2 separate regions of the Hordeum vulgare genome follow, and region 2 is linked to region 1. Evidence: chromatin contacts called from public Hi-C data. All regions are on one chromosome and are shown on one strand. Each heading gives the region's core, a stretch centred on a gene start, on an enhancer-like site or on the middle of the called end of the contact. The rest is flanking DNA. Distances are from core to core; before and after follow the strand shown. Region 1 has its middle 12 kb from the start of LOC123403814. Region 2 has its middle 30 kb from the start of LOC123402189.

Region 1 (7,550 bases), core at 2,593-5,092:
ATAGCAGGAAATCTACAGGCAAGCGCTACCGTTTTTTAGGGGAAAGCCACTTCCGACTTGACGCATTTTATTAATTCAAATCGAATTTACATCATCCACAACTTGTGAAAAAAAAATGTGGAATGGTCACCATCCCAAACCAAATAGAAACTCTACAGGGCAAGAGGTAACTATTAGCCAGAGGCGGACGTGAATCCTTTTTTGAGGGAAGATGTCCTTACAAAAAATATAAAAATCATTCACAAAATTTCTCCTTGGTTGGGTCCCCTGGTGAAATCCTATTAGCCCTTACAGCATCTACGGTCGAATCTCTTATATTCTTCTCAAACGTTCGGACAGTCCCTTCGGTTACTGATCAATTACGAAAAAACGACTCAGACGGACCCTCATAACCATATCAAACGTCCGGACTGATCGACACCCCTCAGTCCGTCACGTAGGACGTGACCTCATCGCGGACCACATTTTTTTGTTTATTTTTTTTCTCTTTCTCTTCTTCTCCACCAATCACATGCAAGAGACCGGACATATGACAAAAAATATAAGAGATAGAGCTGCATGGACAAAAATTTAGGGATTCTAAACAAACACGTCTGGTCATTGGACGGGTGTTCCCGTGGGACGTTTGAGGGCCCAAATTTAAAAATCATGGTTGGAGATGCTTTACTCTGAGAAAAATAAAAGGTGACGATTTATGCAGGGCAGCGTGCTATGGGCCAGACCCATTTACGGTTTTTGCAGCTTGATTTATTTGTTTTTCCCCTGTTTCCCTATTGTTTCTTTTTCTTGTCATGTTCCTTCTGTGTTTTTTCAGTTGCTTTTATTGGTTTTCTTGTTCTATTGTCCTATTTCAGATTTTCGTTTTTCATTTTGCGTCGTACCTTTTCTATCTTTCTTCGTATTTTTTATTTATTTTGTTTTTTACTAGTATTGTTCTACCGTTTTATTTCCGAAGGTTAAACCCGTAGTCAACTGCACACACAACATTACAAATCATCGTGGTCGTCGTCGTTCAACACTTCAACCCACACTTTAGTTGAGCTACGTCTCCTTCTCCGGACTCTGGGTCGTGGATAAACATAGTAATGTGAAAAAGAGGAAGTAGAAAAAGGACAACCGAACGAAATAGAAATGTAAAAGTGTCTTACTGGGCAGCTCATAGCAGGAAATCTACAGGCAAGCGCTACCGTTTTTTAGGGGAAAGCCACTTCCGACTTGACGCATTATATTAATTCAAATCGAATTTACATCATCCACAACTTGTGAAAGAAAAATGTGGAATGGTCACCATCCCAACCAAATAGAAACTGTACAGGGCAAGCGGTACCTATTAGTCAGAGGCGGACGTGAAACCCTTTTTAGGATCTATTAGCCCTCACAACATCTACAGTAGGACCACTTATACTCTATTTAAACGTTGGGCCAACTTGTCCGATCACTGGTCGGTCACGAAAAATGATTCAAACGTCCGGACTGACCGGCACCCCTTATATCCATCTTAAATATGGAGACAATATGAGGGTCGCGGACGTGTTCGGTTAGTCCGCTACGTAGGACGCGATTCCACCCCGGACCATCTTCTTTTTTCATTATTTTCTTTTTCTCTCTTCATTTTCATCAATCACATGCAAGTGATCGAATATATGAGGAAAAATATAAAAGATGTGGTTGCACGGACGAAAATGTAGGGATTTCAAACAGACACACCCGATCACTGAACGTGCGTGTCCGTAAACGTTTGAGGATCCAAATTTGCATGTCGAGGCTCAAGATGCTCTTACTATGAGAAAAATAAAAGGTGACGATTTATGCAGGGCAGCGTGCTATGGGCCAGACCCATTTACGGTTTTTGCAGCTTGTTTTCTTTGTTTTTTTTCCGGTTTCCCTATTGTTTCTTTTTCTTGTTATGTTCCCTCTGTATTTTTTTCGTTGCTTTTTTTTTGCAAGGGTAAAAATGTTTTATTCGATATGGATAGGGTTACAATCAAGAGACACAAGTTCATCTATAAACGATGGACATCTGCCTAACTATACAACAGTAGTATACTCAGTACGACTGTATAATGTCAATCGATCAGTTGCCTTATTTTAGATTTTTCATTTTCATTTTGCATCCTACCTTTTCTATCTTTCTTCGTTTTTTTTCTATTTATTTTGTTTTTTAGTATTGTTCTACAGTTTTATTTCCGAAGGTTAAACCCGTAGTCAACTGCGCGCGCGCACACACACATTACCATCATCGTCGTCGTCGTTCTACACTTCAAACCACACTTTACTTGAGCTACGTCTCCTTCTCCGGACTCTGGGTCGTGGACTCGTCCTTCCCCAGCTGCAGTTAACAGCATTCAGTTCCGATATCCCAATTCAGGTTTTAAATCCAGCAAGCCTCGTCTTTTGTGAAGTGCAGGTACTGTATAAGACGTTTACATCTGAAACCACGCTGCTACTGTATCTGGCAAACACTATTCTACCCCGGGTTTTGTTGCGGATCCGAAACGTAGCATCGCGCCAACCACCGGCCGGCACAAGACCAATAATATACCGGGACTATTTTAGGGGCCATATAATGCTGATGCACAGATTATACCAATGCGTGCGCTCCTGTACTTCTTTTAAACCGTGTACTGTACGTAGGTGTCCGTATTATCCTATTCCCTGTCGCCAAACTCACCGTACGTCGACACATTCCTGGATTCGAGGAAGAGGCTCGGTGGAATGAGATGGATCACCACCATTACAAGTCCTCCAATACCAACGACCTCGGTCTACTCCAGCCGAGGAATGTTTTGCACGAACCCAGCGTCCATGTCCCCCTAATACGCACGTAATCCGTATCCAACGCACACTACTAACGAACTGATGCAATACAATACAGCGAGTGTCTAACATGGTTGATTGATTGGCAGTGGATGAGTCACCACATCCACGCCGCCGGACCCCATGAGGCGCCGGAAGCTACTCCAAAAGCGATGGTCACCACGGCATGGACGGGCTGGAAAGCGGGCGGCGTCGATACGCGGAGGACGATCAATAAGATCGGGCTGGGACTCCGGTACGGCGCATGACCCGTCTGGTCCTGTCGAGAAAAGATGCTCGGTCTTTATGCAGGGCAGGGGCGGCGAGGCGAGGCGAGATCTGCGTGCGAATGTGGGGGACGACAAACAGAAACGGTAGGGCGGCAAAGACGACTGCTCATCATGCACTGGCTTCGGAAACACGTCAAGCCCAGACCCGGCTTACATCCAGGTCCGCAGAACCGGACGTGATCTTCTCACTCTCCGGAGTCCGAACTAACATGCCGTGCACGAGCTGGCTGGTCCCGGCCGTATTAGCGATGAACTGCGCCGCACGAGGGCTGACCGGTCAAACCCAGGAAAGATTAGCGCGCGCGCACGAGCCGCTGCCGGCACGGGTCGGTATGGATGGATGAATGGGAGTATCAATCGGCAGCGGCACATGCGACTGTCACGGGAAACCGCAGACAGCGCGTTGATTTGATTTGGATCGGTCGATCATGCTGCCGCCGGTGGACGGATGATGAGCGACGATAATAATGCGAGCGACTGAGCGAGGGGACGGAAATTCACCGGGCCGTCCGTCCGTCCCCCACATGCATGCAATGGCACAGGAGCCCGGCCGGCCGGCCGGTGTGCGTGCGGAAACAGGAGCGACCGATCGATCGGTACGCCTCACCGGCGAGGAGGGGCGGAGGCCGACGGGTCGGCCGCGTCGGGTTGGACGATCGCGCGTCGGGCTTCCGGCGTGGACTGGACCAGGGCGCTGATGGGCCGTTCGCGGCGGGGCGCTTGCTTGGGCCGGTTCGTAGCCTGGGCCTCTCTCGACACGGGGCATGGTCCAAAGCCCCTCCCACCGTCCCACGTTTTCCTTCCCGTGGCCAGGCGGCCGGCATGGGCGCGAGATGCGGCAACCTACGGCGGCTAAGGAGCGACCCATCATCGTCCTCATCGTCATCGTCATCGCCAGCCGATGCAGCCCACAGTAGAGAGTAGAGCGGAGTAGGGTATTATTCGCCGCGTCTTCTTCATTGGGAGCGACGAGATGGAATGATCGATCGAGCCGGCCGGCCGCACGCCAAGGCGGATGACGACGGCGAGATCCCTCCCTCGCCCATTTATGCCGCGGGATTGGTGGCCGGAAAGGATGGAACGGAACAGTTGACTTCACTTCATCGCCGAACCACAGTCACCTGATCGGAAAGGACTCCTGCCTTCTTCACCGGATCGGGCGACGCATCATCGCTACGGCTGTGGGTAGGGTAGCCTAGGCTCCACGTACGACGGCACTGTGCGCGGATCCTCTACAGAACGGTGACGAGCACACCAGCGGACGCGAATGCAGAGCACTACAGTCACACATTCAACCAAAGAATCTCTCCCTCTCGGCTTGCAACTGGAGTAGTAGCGAGCACAGTGTAGCAGGGACCCCAGCTAGAGCTAGAGCGGCTAGAGCGTCAGATTTCACGGGGCAGGGGCTCTTCTTTATCACGCCTGGCGGGCGTAAATAACAACAATTTCCTTCCGGGAAACAGGCCTGGATCAGACGTGAGCTGATCATGGAGGGATTTCACCCCGCCTCAGCAGCAAAATCCCCCGTTTCATGGATCAACTCAACGGCCACTGTGCCAAAGCCTAGCTAGCAGCCTGCCTACCCCTGTTTCCCGCACAAGCTACTAGCACGTAACTCCTGCATGTGAATGATGAAGATAACATTTGGAATCCGAACTGGGCTAGTGATTACTCGTCGTACTAATTATAATCTTCTGATAAACAATGGCCCTATCTGGCTAGCCCCTCTCTCTTTTGGCCATTTTAAACCTGTGTTCGGCCATGGTGGCTCACATATGGGGGCACCGTGCAAGCGCTGATGCCTTTGCACTTTACAGCGTACCAGTGGCCAGTCCAGTACACCGTACACGTTCTCATTAGCTGGGTAAGTAGAGTGTTACAGCCGGTGATGGTACCGGAAACTCATAAGATGTGTGTGTCCCAACGTCTTTACAGAGTATCGCTGGCCAGTCTAGTACATGCATCGCATGCTGGCCCCCTCATTAGCTGGGTAAATAATACTGTAGTAGTATGCCCCCAACATCTTTTGTACGGCCATGATTGTGGTCCACACGCATGGAATTAGTTCAAAGTTATTCCCATGCAGCCTGCAAGGGACAGGATAAAATGTTGCTGCTGCTGTTTTCCGAAGCCAGTAGTATCTACTAAAATGTGTGGCAGACACTCTCACCGGCTTTTGTGGGTATTTTAGGAGCACCCTTTTACCATTGCTCTGTTACCGTTAATCACCGCAGTTTAGCTATTTATAATTGGTCTGAATTTAAAATTTGGTCAGTTAAATTTTACGTGATGAAGGGAATTGACGAAGGGTGCTAGGCGACACCGGTATCAATCTTAGGATGGAAGATGACCCACATTATATATCCTAGGAGGTGCGGGGGTGGTGTAGGTTCGTCGAACAAAATCTGATCATCGTCGGGGTTAAAGGGGTGGCCGAGGACGCCGGCGTCATGACGGTGGGTGAGGCGGCAAGGTTGACGCGGGAGCGCCGCCAACAATGGTGGCTCATGATTCAGCTGGTGGTACGTGGTGCGGTTGCAAAAAGAAGAACGTGGGGGAGATGAAGGTTGAAGAAGGAATCCCGATCTCTGGCATTCGACAACTGAAAGGAATCGACAGATTCAAAAGATTTAACCCTAGCCAATCACTAACCGTCGAGATGTGCCGGAGTGTAAGATGGATCATAATAATAGATGACTTGTATATATGTGTTGACTTATATAGAATTAACCGTACATGACAACATAATAACATATCGCTATACTATCAACCATGCTATTGGAGGGGTCGTGCAAACCCAGAGTGGGGCAAGAGCAAAAATGTTGCATATATGACCTTTTACATGGGAAGGGAGGGGGGATCGCTACACACCCTACCATAAATTATCTCCAGCCCCTCTTTATTTTCAGCCGTGTGGAGCCCCTTGATTTTCTTTTCATCTAATATAAAGGATGTGACTAAGGGCCCGATCGAAGTCCCTCCACTCCACGGCTTTCCTTCCGAAGCGGACGGAGCTGTAGTTACAATTTATGGAGCGGCTGTACAGATGCTCTACGGATTCTTAAATTTGAAGGAGCTGAGGGCAGCTCCAACGGGCCGACCCAAACGGACGGCGATTTTGTCCGCTTTTTGTCCGTTCGGGTCGGCCAGGCGGACACGCACGTCCACTTCGACGTTTGGATCGACGCATGCGCCCAACGCTGGCTCGATCCATTTTTGCTCGCGTGTACCAACCATGCATAATTAAACATTAAAAGCCGGCCACGAAGGCCGACGCGACTCCACGCATTACATTATAAATGAAAAAAAACTAGGCGTCCTCGGCGGCGGCGGCGAGGTCGGGCTATGCCGGAGGGGGGGGCAGGTTGTGCCGACGCGGGGGCGAGGGCGGGCTGTGCCGACGCGGGTAGTGCTGGTGTCGGCGGTGGCGCAGCACGGGCACGCTCGTTCGCGAGGCGCAGTGCCATCTTAGCATGAAGGTAGGCGGCCTCCTGTGGAAGAAGCGCGCGGGGGTGGACGACGACGACGTTCTAAAAGAAGCCGGGCATAGCACGGTCGCGCCCGTGCGCCTGGTGCATCGCCCTCTTAGCCTGCAGGCAGGCGACCTCCTCTGGAAGCATCGCGCGGGCATAGACGACGAGGTTGTCGCCGTTGTCCATGACTGATGTGTTGGGGAACGTCGCATGGGAAACAAAAAATTTCCTACGCGCACGAAGACTTATCATGGTGATGTCCATCTACGAGAGGGGATTTCCGATCTACGTACCCTTGTAGATCGCACAACAGAAGCGTTAGTGAACGCGGTTGATGTAGTGGAATGTCCTCACGTCCCTCGATCCGCCCCGCGAACCGTCCCACAATCTAGTGCCGAACGGACGGCACCTCCGCGTTCAGCACACGTACAGCTCGACGATGATCTCGGCCTTCTTGATCCAACACGTAACTCCGAAAACCTTCCGGTAATCAAATGAGGTCATCCTATATATCAATCTTCGTTTTCGGACCATTCCGGAAACCCTCGTGACGTCTGTGATCTCATCCGGGACTCCGAACAACATTCGGTAACCAACCATATAACTCAAATACGCATAAAACAACGTCGAACCTTAAGTGTGCAGACCCTGCGGGTTCGAGAACTATGTAGACATGACCCGAGTGACTCCTCGGTCAATATCCAAGAGCGGGACCTGGATGCCCATATTGGATCCTACATATTCTATGAAGATCTTATCGTTTGAACCTCAGTGCCAAGGATTCATATAATCCCGTATGTCATTCCCTTTGTCCTTCGGTATGTTACTTGCCCGAGATTCGATCGTCAGTATCCGCATACCTATTTCAATCTCGTTTACTGGCAAGTCTCTTTACTCATTCCTTAATACAAGATCCTGCAACTTACACTAAGTTACATTGCTTGCAAGGCTTGTGTGTGATGTTGTATTACCGAGTGGGCCCCGGGATACC
Region 2 (7,550 bases), core at 1,925-4,424, 66 kb after region 1:
TTTCATCGACGCAAATGACGCTCAGATTTGGTTGGTGGCTCGAGGCGCTTGACCGCAGCCTCGCCAAACACATAGACCATCTTTTGTCGCCCCCAACTCTGGGGTGGCGACGCAACCCCTTTGGTGGCGCCTAGTCCTCGCGGCATCAACTCCGAGTCGGAGGTTAGCGCTGGCATGCATGATGGGCCGTCTGATGCTATACTGTGGTGTGCCCGGCATGTGAGGCAGAGGGCGAGGGAGGCCGAGGCGGCGGAGGCGCAATCGCATGCCGCCTTGGACAAGGAAACCATTTGTATCCGCATCCTTGAGAAGCGACAAAGCAGGGCGACACGCGTCCTCATCCGGGAGCAAAAACGGACGGTTTGTGCCATTGTCGGACTGTCTCCAAAGCGAAGAGGGAGCAGGCGAGTGACGGGTCGGATAGCTCCGACGATGAGCAGACCTGATTTGATCCATTTTGCGTCTTTTATCGCTACGTTCAAGACAATGACTGCAAGGTAAATGGCAACCTAAACTATCTTCATGGCTTTAGTTTCAATAATATGTCGAATTTTGATAATCTAATGGCATGTATGATGCAACATAGCATGGCAATTTTTGATAGTCCACTCACATGCATGATGAAATAGCCAGATGCTACGTGTGGGATCGAGATGTTTACATAGAGTTAAGTTTACATTGCATATGATTGTATGAATTTGTTAATTTACCAATGAGGTATCCGGTTGTGCAGGCAGCGAAATAAGGGATGGTCGGTCATTGTCCGTGAACATGCTCGGACGTGTTTGTTGACGTTTGTGGCGCCCGATTAGATGCTCTTGGCAACACGAAATGATGGGGATGCATCATGCGCGCCCGATAATAAGATGTTAACATAGACACGTACGGTTGTCCCAAAGCTAGCGGACCGATCTGGCGAGCGAAACTTTCGTGCGCGGCAACAGCAAGGACACTTCGTCGGATGCGCTGGATTACCCGGCCGGTCCAGAGATTCCAGACACGAGCGGGACTTGCATCCGTCGGGCCCAATGCAAAGGGGACGCGACCAGCCATGGACGACGGATCGACCGGAGAAGGCGAGAGGGATAGAAGAATAGCCATCGAGAGGCCGCCGTCAGAGAGCTCATGATGGTGCGCCTGCATGGAGGGGCAGGCCAAGATGGGCAGCCCGTGAGGGCACTCTCATCATGGCCGCGAAGATCAGAATCGGATCGCCGAGGAAGAGGATAAGCGCAATCGTACACGCGTCGCCACCGCTGTACACTTCGGTGCTTCGATACGGTACGAACCACAAAGCACAGAGAAGGCGTCGCGGTTGATGGTCCATGGCCACGTCCCGACATGCAGAGCTGTGTAGAGGCCAGCGTTGCTCGCCCGTCTCGCCGGCGCGCACCAGTACGGCTACGGTCGCGGGGCTTTCGCTCTCCCGGCGTCGGCCAGCACGGCGGCGCGCGCGCGCGCACATGGATTTGCCTTTTCGCTCCGGAGGCTGCCTCGGTCCAGTTCTGCTCCTGCATTGGCCCCCTTTCGGCAAAAGGTGCCGGTGCCCGACACCGCCGGCACGTGGGGACGCCCGTCGTCCTCGTCTGAGGGTGCCCCGCCCCGCCATGCCCACGCTTGCAGCAGTAACCGTCGCAGCAAACCACAGTCACCACATATACGGGAGGTGCGGCTTTTGCACTTGCAGTTCTTTCTCTGACCCGCATCGACCCATCCATCAGTGTCACTGGGACTTGCCCGTGGTCCGATCGAGCATCTGATGATGATCGCACTGCGAGACCATGGGCGTTGAACGATCGCATGCATGCATGCCCTCCTCTGACACGCGCTGACACGGACGCGTACGCAGAGACATGTCACACCGCGCCATGCCGTTTCCTCGCGTCAGTTTCCTCTTACCCGGGCCGGCAACTTGAACTGTGCCCGAGCAGTGAGCCGAGCGGGCGCCTCCGTGTGGCAGCTTCCGATCACCCACGGTCACCACGGGGCCATGCATCGACCTCGAGCCTCGCCAACGCCAAGCGTCCTCGGCGTGCACCGCGTCGATCATCCGGACACGCCCGATCGCGCTGACACGGACGCATGGCATGATCCGGTCTTGGCGCGGTGCTCGCTCGATCCCCTGTTATGTCCGTCGCTAATCCGGATGCCTCGCGCGCATGGGCGCCGTGGCCGCACAGCGGGGCGAGCAGCTCCCATGGGCGGTTCCTGCGCGGACGACAAGGCCCTCGCGCTCCACGACAGCGGCTGCCGCCGGTCGCTATGGGCGCTCGTGGTTCGTTGGAGGCTTCGCAGCCGCGGCCGCTCTCCATGCCTGCCCTGTCATGGCGCCCACACCAAACACGGCAACGCGTACAGTAATTAACAGCACATCGCGCGGCCAACATCACGACTATTCGCACGCCGAAGGTGGCGGTCGCGTGACGCCAAGGCGGCTGGCCTCGCCGGCACCGCTGTCAGCGACAGCGCGGCGCCGGAGGTCAAGGAGAGGCAGCGACGGCGCCCTGTTTGGAGCTTGGACGAGAACGGCTGGACTGGCTCGCGCGAGAGCCCACGACAGCTTCCGGGGCTGCCGGCCTACCCAACAGCGCCTGGGCCCCCAACGGACTTTCGGCCTCCTCTGCTCGGCCTAGTTACCGTGCAGACGCAGCCATGAAACCACTGAAAAACCGAGTAATATTGCCCCGACAGACCTGGGCCATTTCCATCCCGTCTTTCTCGACGCACCTGGACCCCGGCCCCCATTGCTTTGTCACGTCCACTCGCATGTCAGAGAGAGGAACACCGGAAGCAAGCGCTGAAAGAGGATGGGCATATGGCCTCTGAATTCTGATCTAGTCTGCACATAAAACAACGTCGGTATCATGCCGATACTGCTGCTGCTTCCCACGTTCACCGTCGTCTACACTTCTACCGCAGTGCATGCATGCATGCAATAGCAACCGACCCATGCACGCACGCACGCTTCTCACCCTGTCAGCCAGCCATTACTACTCGAGCAGTCGAGCCACCGGCGAACAGCGAGAGGCCGGGGAGGAAATCAAATCCTTCGACCGCAGCGGCGTTTCTGTTCCTCTCATGGTGAAAGAGATGAGCGCCGGCCGTGCATGAGGTGCATCGCTGGCGACATGAGCTAGATGCTGGCGAAATTTGCGGGGCCATGTGATGGATGGTACGCCTCCGTCTCCGTCTCCGTCGTAAATGTGCATGCCCCCCCGACAGCATCTTTTACGCTGTACAGCGCGTACCGGGCCGGACGGCGACGGGTTTCTCGCCTGAGCTTTCCTGGAAGAGGGCCGCGCTCGGCTTGATCGATCACCACGTCGCCGTCCGGCATATGCGTCCATGCAGCCCGATGAATGCCCCGAAAGCGATCGTCGAGCGCTCTCGGCCAGGCGTACGTACCGTCGCGCTCGGTGCCGCATCGTCAGCGCCACCCTCACTCGGACACCACCGCACGCATGGCGTAAATGCATAATAGGAGTACCACACTCCATCACCTGATCACCTCTGCCGAGCTCTGGACGTACCTCGTAAGTTGACGGCAGTTGTAATCCTGATGGCTTTGTTAATTTAAAACCGGACTCGTACGAGTCTTCGTTTTACAAAAAATTAAAATAAAAAGGCACGAACGTACTACTCTACCACGAGTGGACTGCAACGGGGCGGGTGTGCAGTTCTTCTCCTGGGGCCTTGGAGCGGTGCCCATGGCAGCGTCCGTCGATGGCCGGCCACCGGGCTGAGGCGAGGTCACCAGCCAGCTTGAACGAGGGCTCCGCCTCCGTGTTGTGTTGCAGTCGACGACGTGATCGCGGACAGGGACCGTGATCAACATCTGCACCGCAACAACCATGCCCAGACGACACCCAAACAGCTTCGACGGTCCGTCGGTTCCCATCGACAGCTCGCTAGCTAGCATCCAACCTCCCGACTACGATCATGCATGCATTCGGCACGCAGCCGGATCGAACAGAGCACCAACTTTCAATCCGTTCACGCTCGATACATACATCAGTACATATCCTTGACGCGATTCATCAGTACATATATCCATGGCCGCAGCCTGCATGCGTACGTACCGGTTGTTAAAAAACTGAAACAAGCGTGTGCGCGCGCGTGTGCATAAATTTACGGCTCGTGAAACAAGCATGGCGTACGTCATGGAGCACAGGAGCAGCATTCAGGGGCGGGCGACCAGCGCTCGCAAGTTGCGATTATCAATCAGCAGAATCAAACATGCAATATGCTGTGCGCGCGTGCGCGTGCAGTCTAGCTAGGGGAAGAAGACAATGCCCCGTCCCATGCGGGAACAGTCGGGGCCTGTAGCCGGACAGAAGCGGAGCCTGGCGAGTGCCATGGGTGGGTGCTCTCCACAACGGAGGCACGTCCACCAATTCCTTCCAAGCCTACTATTCTACATCTTCTATCTATCCACACTGATCCCTGAACTAGTTGGATATATATGTGCAGACAATGATGGAACCTGGAACAGTCGGGATATTGTTTCTTCGAGGCGCTAAAATATTCAGGCCGCGGGCACGGGCAGGCACAATGATGCTCGAGTATTCAGCAATAAGCAGCGAAATCAGACGACGTAAATTAAATTATGCTTCCTGTCGCTCACAAGTGCGCATCGGCGAGTGGAATGGACACTAAACCTTGGTGGCCAACCGAGAGCTATGGGTATCCTAGTATAAGTTTCTTGATTAAACCGCACATGTCTAGGAGAAAGGAGCGAGCTGCTCACCTCGTATTTAAGCATTTTTGGTAACGCATAGGTGCCCGTTTTGTCGGGCGGCTTTATTAATTAAGCTCATGGATCGTCATGGAGAAGCATCATGTGCTCCTGCAATGCATTATATGATGTCTTCATCGTCAGGTCGATGGTAACGTCAGCTGCTAGTAATTTACAATAAGCAATGAGAAGATCGTGTAGCGGCGATTTGACAATACGCGCGGCAAAGGATCACGCTTTCAGATGCAAAGTGGTAACAAAAATGAAGAGATTGCATGATGCGTCATCTTCCGGAGGATCGGTCGAGAGCGACGTGAGTGGGTTTTTTCACATCGATCGTCACTTCGTTAGTGCTAACTGCCTAGGCAATTATTTTGCTGGCTTATTGTGGAGGCGGTGTAGATTAAAAGGAACGAAGGGTGGAGGAAAAAGAAACCCCAACAAAGAAGTGGTCCATCCACTTAAATCGATCCCAAATGTGTTTTTGTTTGGAAGCTAGCAAATGGAGTGCTGCATTTTCCGATCGCGGGACCGATCTCTCATGGAAGGTCGGTCCAAACGAATGCAACCTTGCGCCTAAGGTCCTGCAAATGCGATGCTTCGATCGCAAGGTAGCCATCCATCTATTCCGGCAAAATGGATCGATTATCTTGACATGCATCTTTTTCCACGCAGAGATCGCGAACCCGCAACGCCGACAGGCTAGGGGGAAGCGCCATGTGCAATATGGTTTTTGGTGAGTTCATTGTGAAGCTTTGCAGGCTCGATTTGAAGCTATGCTGCAAGAATCCATTCGGTTTAATTCTTGACATAAACAGGAACGGGGCTGCCTGTAACAGTCTTGACAGGCATGGGAATGCTCTATCTCAAAAGGCAAAAAAATATTAGACACGCTGAAAGCTATGCACTGGAATGTTTCCACGAACAATTTGGCACCTTGCTTGCTAGCTTAGCTACGTTGTCATCCGTCGCCCATAACTCAGGACCTCTCTAGACATCTATACTGTAGAGTTCCAGATCCTCCGAAAGCCACGGCTCACCTAACGGAGGAGATGGGGCGCATCACATAAGAAATCATTCGATGATATACCACTTCGTGGATTTCATCATAGAGCAAAACCAATCAAGACATCACATGCTGAAATAGTCCGTTTATCACATGGAAATCGACACGAGCGGATGAAGGATTGATGATGGAAACATCCCTCTGCTGCAAATGCTTTCGATGGAAGATTCCTGCTCCCCCCTGCAAACGTTAGTGTAGTGTAAAAAATGCTCTCATATTGTACGACCGAGGGAGTAGAAGCTTAGATGGAGCGCCCGCCAGCGGGATCATCATCGAACAGCGAAACCTGTTGTTATAAGGGTGGGCTCCGGATTCTAGAAACTGCAGAGACAGTAAATTAATCTGTTCTCCTGATGCGTGTGTCGCCATCGTATTCGCAAAGAACGGCGCAAGTGTTGTGTATGATTCATCTTATCTTTCGCACTATGGAGTTAGGCAGTTAGCCTTGTGTGATTCAGAGCGATGGGGCGATCGGTCTAACAGCATTGGTTAGAAATGGCAATCAGAGCATTAAATTACGTTACAATCATTTGCTCATTGCTTGCACTCATGCATTAGGCCTTGAATGTGCCTGGTCCTTTTTTCCCTGATGACTCTCATCTGTAACTACCTTTGAGCAATGATTGATGAAAGTCTTAACTCATAACAATATTGGAAGGATTACATACTACTTCCTTCGTCCCAAATTAAATGTCTTAAGCTTAATACAATTTTATATTAGAGTTAGTACAAAGTTGAAACAGTTATTTCAAGACTGACTGACGGAGTAGTATACTACCACTCTTCAAAGCCGTCACACACAGGTCGCAACCTGCAACATGATCTTTACATGGTCTCTGCATGAGTTTGTCAGTTTTCACTTTTCAGAGAAGAAGCTCAGCCCAAGTGTAGTTGTTTTCAAAGAAGAACCGTCAATCTCGGCCGTCAGGTGTACTTTATAAATCGTTCTACAAATCACTCCATGCATTGCTAACTTGGCCTTTTCCAAGTGCGCGGCACAAGCGAATTCATTCTGAACGAACAAAGTAGCCAACGACGGAGTATTCAAATTTTAATTAAAAAAGGCGTGGTTATTGTACTTGAGATTATACATAACTGATAATCTATAAAAACTGCGATCATGGTCTCATGTAATCTGTAAAAACTGTGATTGCACCTTCCGATCTCCTCGGATGCGACAAGCTCGTTAGAGTCTCACCGGCCGATCCGCTCGTGACTCGTAAGAGCAACTCAAATACGTGCACTCTCAAAAAACAAAAACAATGTCGAAATAACGTCACTGGCTCTTTCAGGTGCTGTAAAATTTAATACGCTGCAGTAATGCTTCAACAGATATAGTAAAAAAATAACGCATGTATCTAAACATACACACAAATGCAAATACGAATATTAAAATATAAATACAAATAGTTAACCGATAAATATTAAAATTCAAATACAAACTATCAAACAAATTTAAATTCATAAAACATGCTAATAAAATAGAATACACCTAGACAAGCGGCGGAGAGATAGGGGGTCGAGTAGGGGCTAGACCCCCCATTGGTCGGCCCCCTCAAAGTTTTGTGGCATATGTTAGTCTATTATTTGCGGTCAGAAGACTAATTACCAGGCTTAATTAGTTCTTTAGACAAACCATGCTTAATTAGTGACTTAATGGTGCTCCACCCCGCTACAATCCCAATAGCCCATGGCTCATGGCAGTCGTGGCCTAAAGTTTGTTTTTTGCAAGACAGTACATAGCCTCGA

Evidence for each region. A called contact is a pair of places that touch in the nucleus more often than the background predicts.
Region 2: a contact with region 1 is called in a Hi-C map of leaf, with 6 times the contacts expected there. The contact joins two enhancer-like sites. A contact is called at or near these places in 2 of 6 Hi-C or Micro-C datasets (both in leaf).

Annotation. Positions count from the first base shown.
Region 1 is chr6H:507,750,484-507,758,033 of MorexV3_pseudomolecules_assembly, forward strand. No RefSeq gene overlaps it. Among protein-coding and RNA genes, the nearest start is that of LOC123403814, 12 kb to the left of the region's middle. Within about 2 kb of position 3,843, at least 3 of the 3 cell types and tissues checked have open chromatin away from gene starts, as enhancers often do. A contact at or near this core is called in leaf, where this site is marked.
Region 2 is chr6H:507,816,692-507,824,241 of MorexV3_pseudomolecules_assembly, forward strand. No RefSeq gene overlaps it. Among protein-coding and RNA genes, the nearest start is that of LOC123402189, 30 kb to the left of the region's middle. Within about 2 kb of position 3,175, at least 3 of the 3 cell types and tissues checked have open chromatin away from gene starts, as enhancers often do. A contact at or near this core is called in leaf, where this site is marked.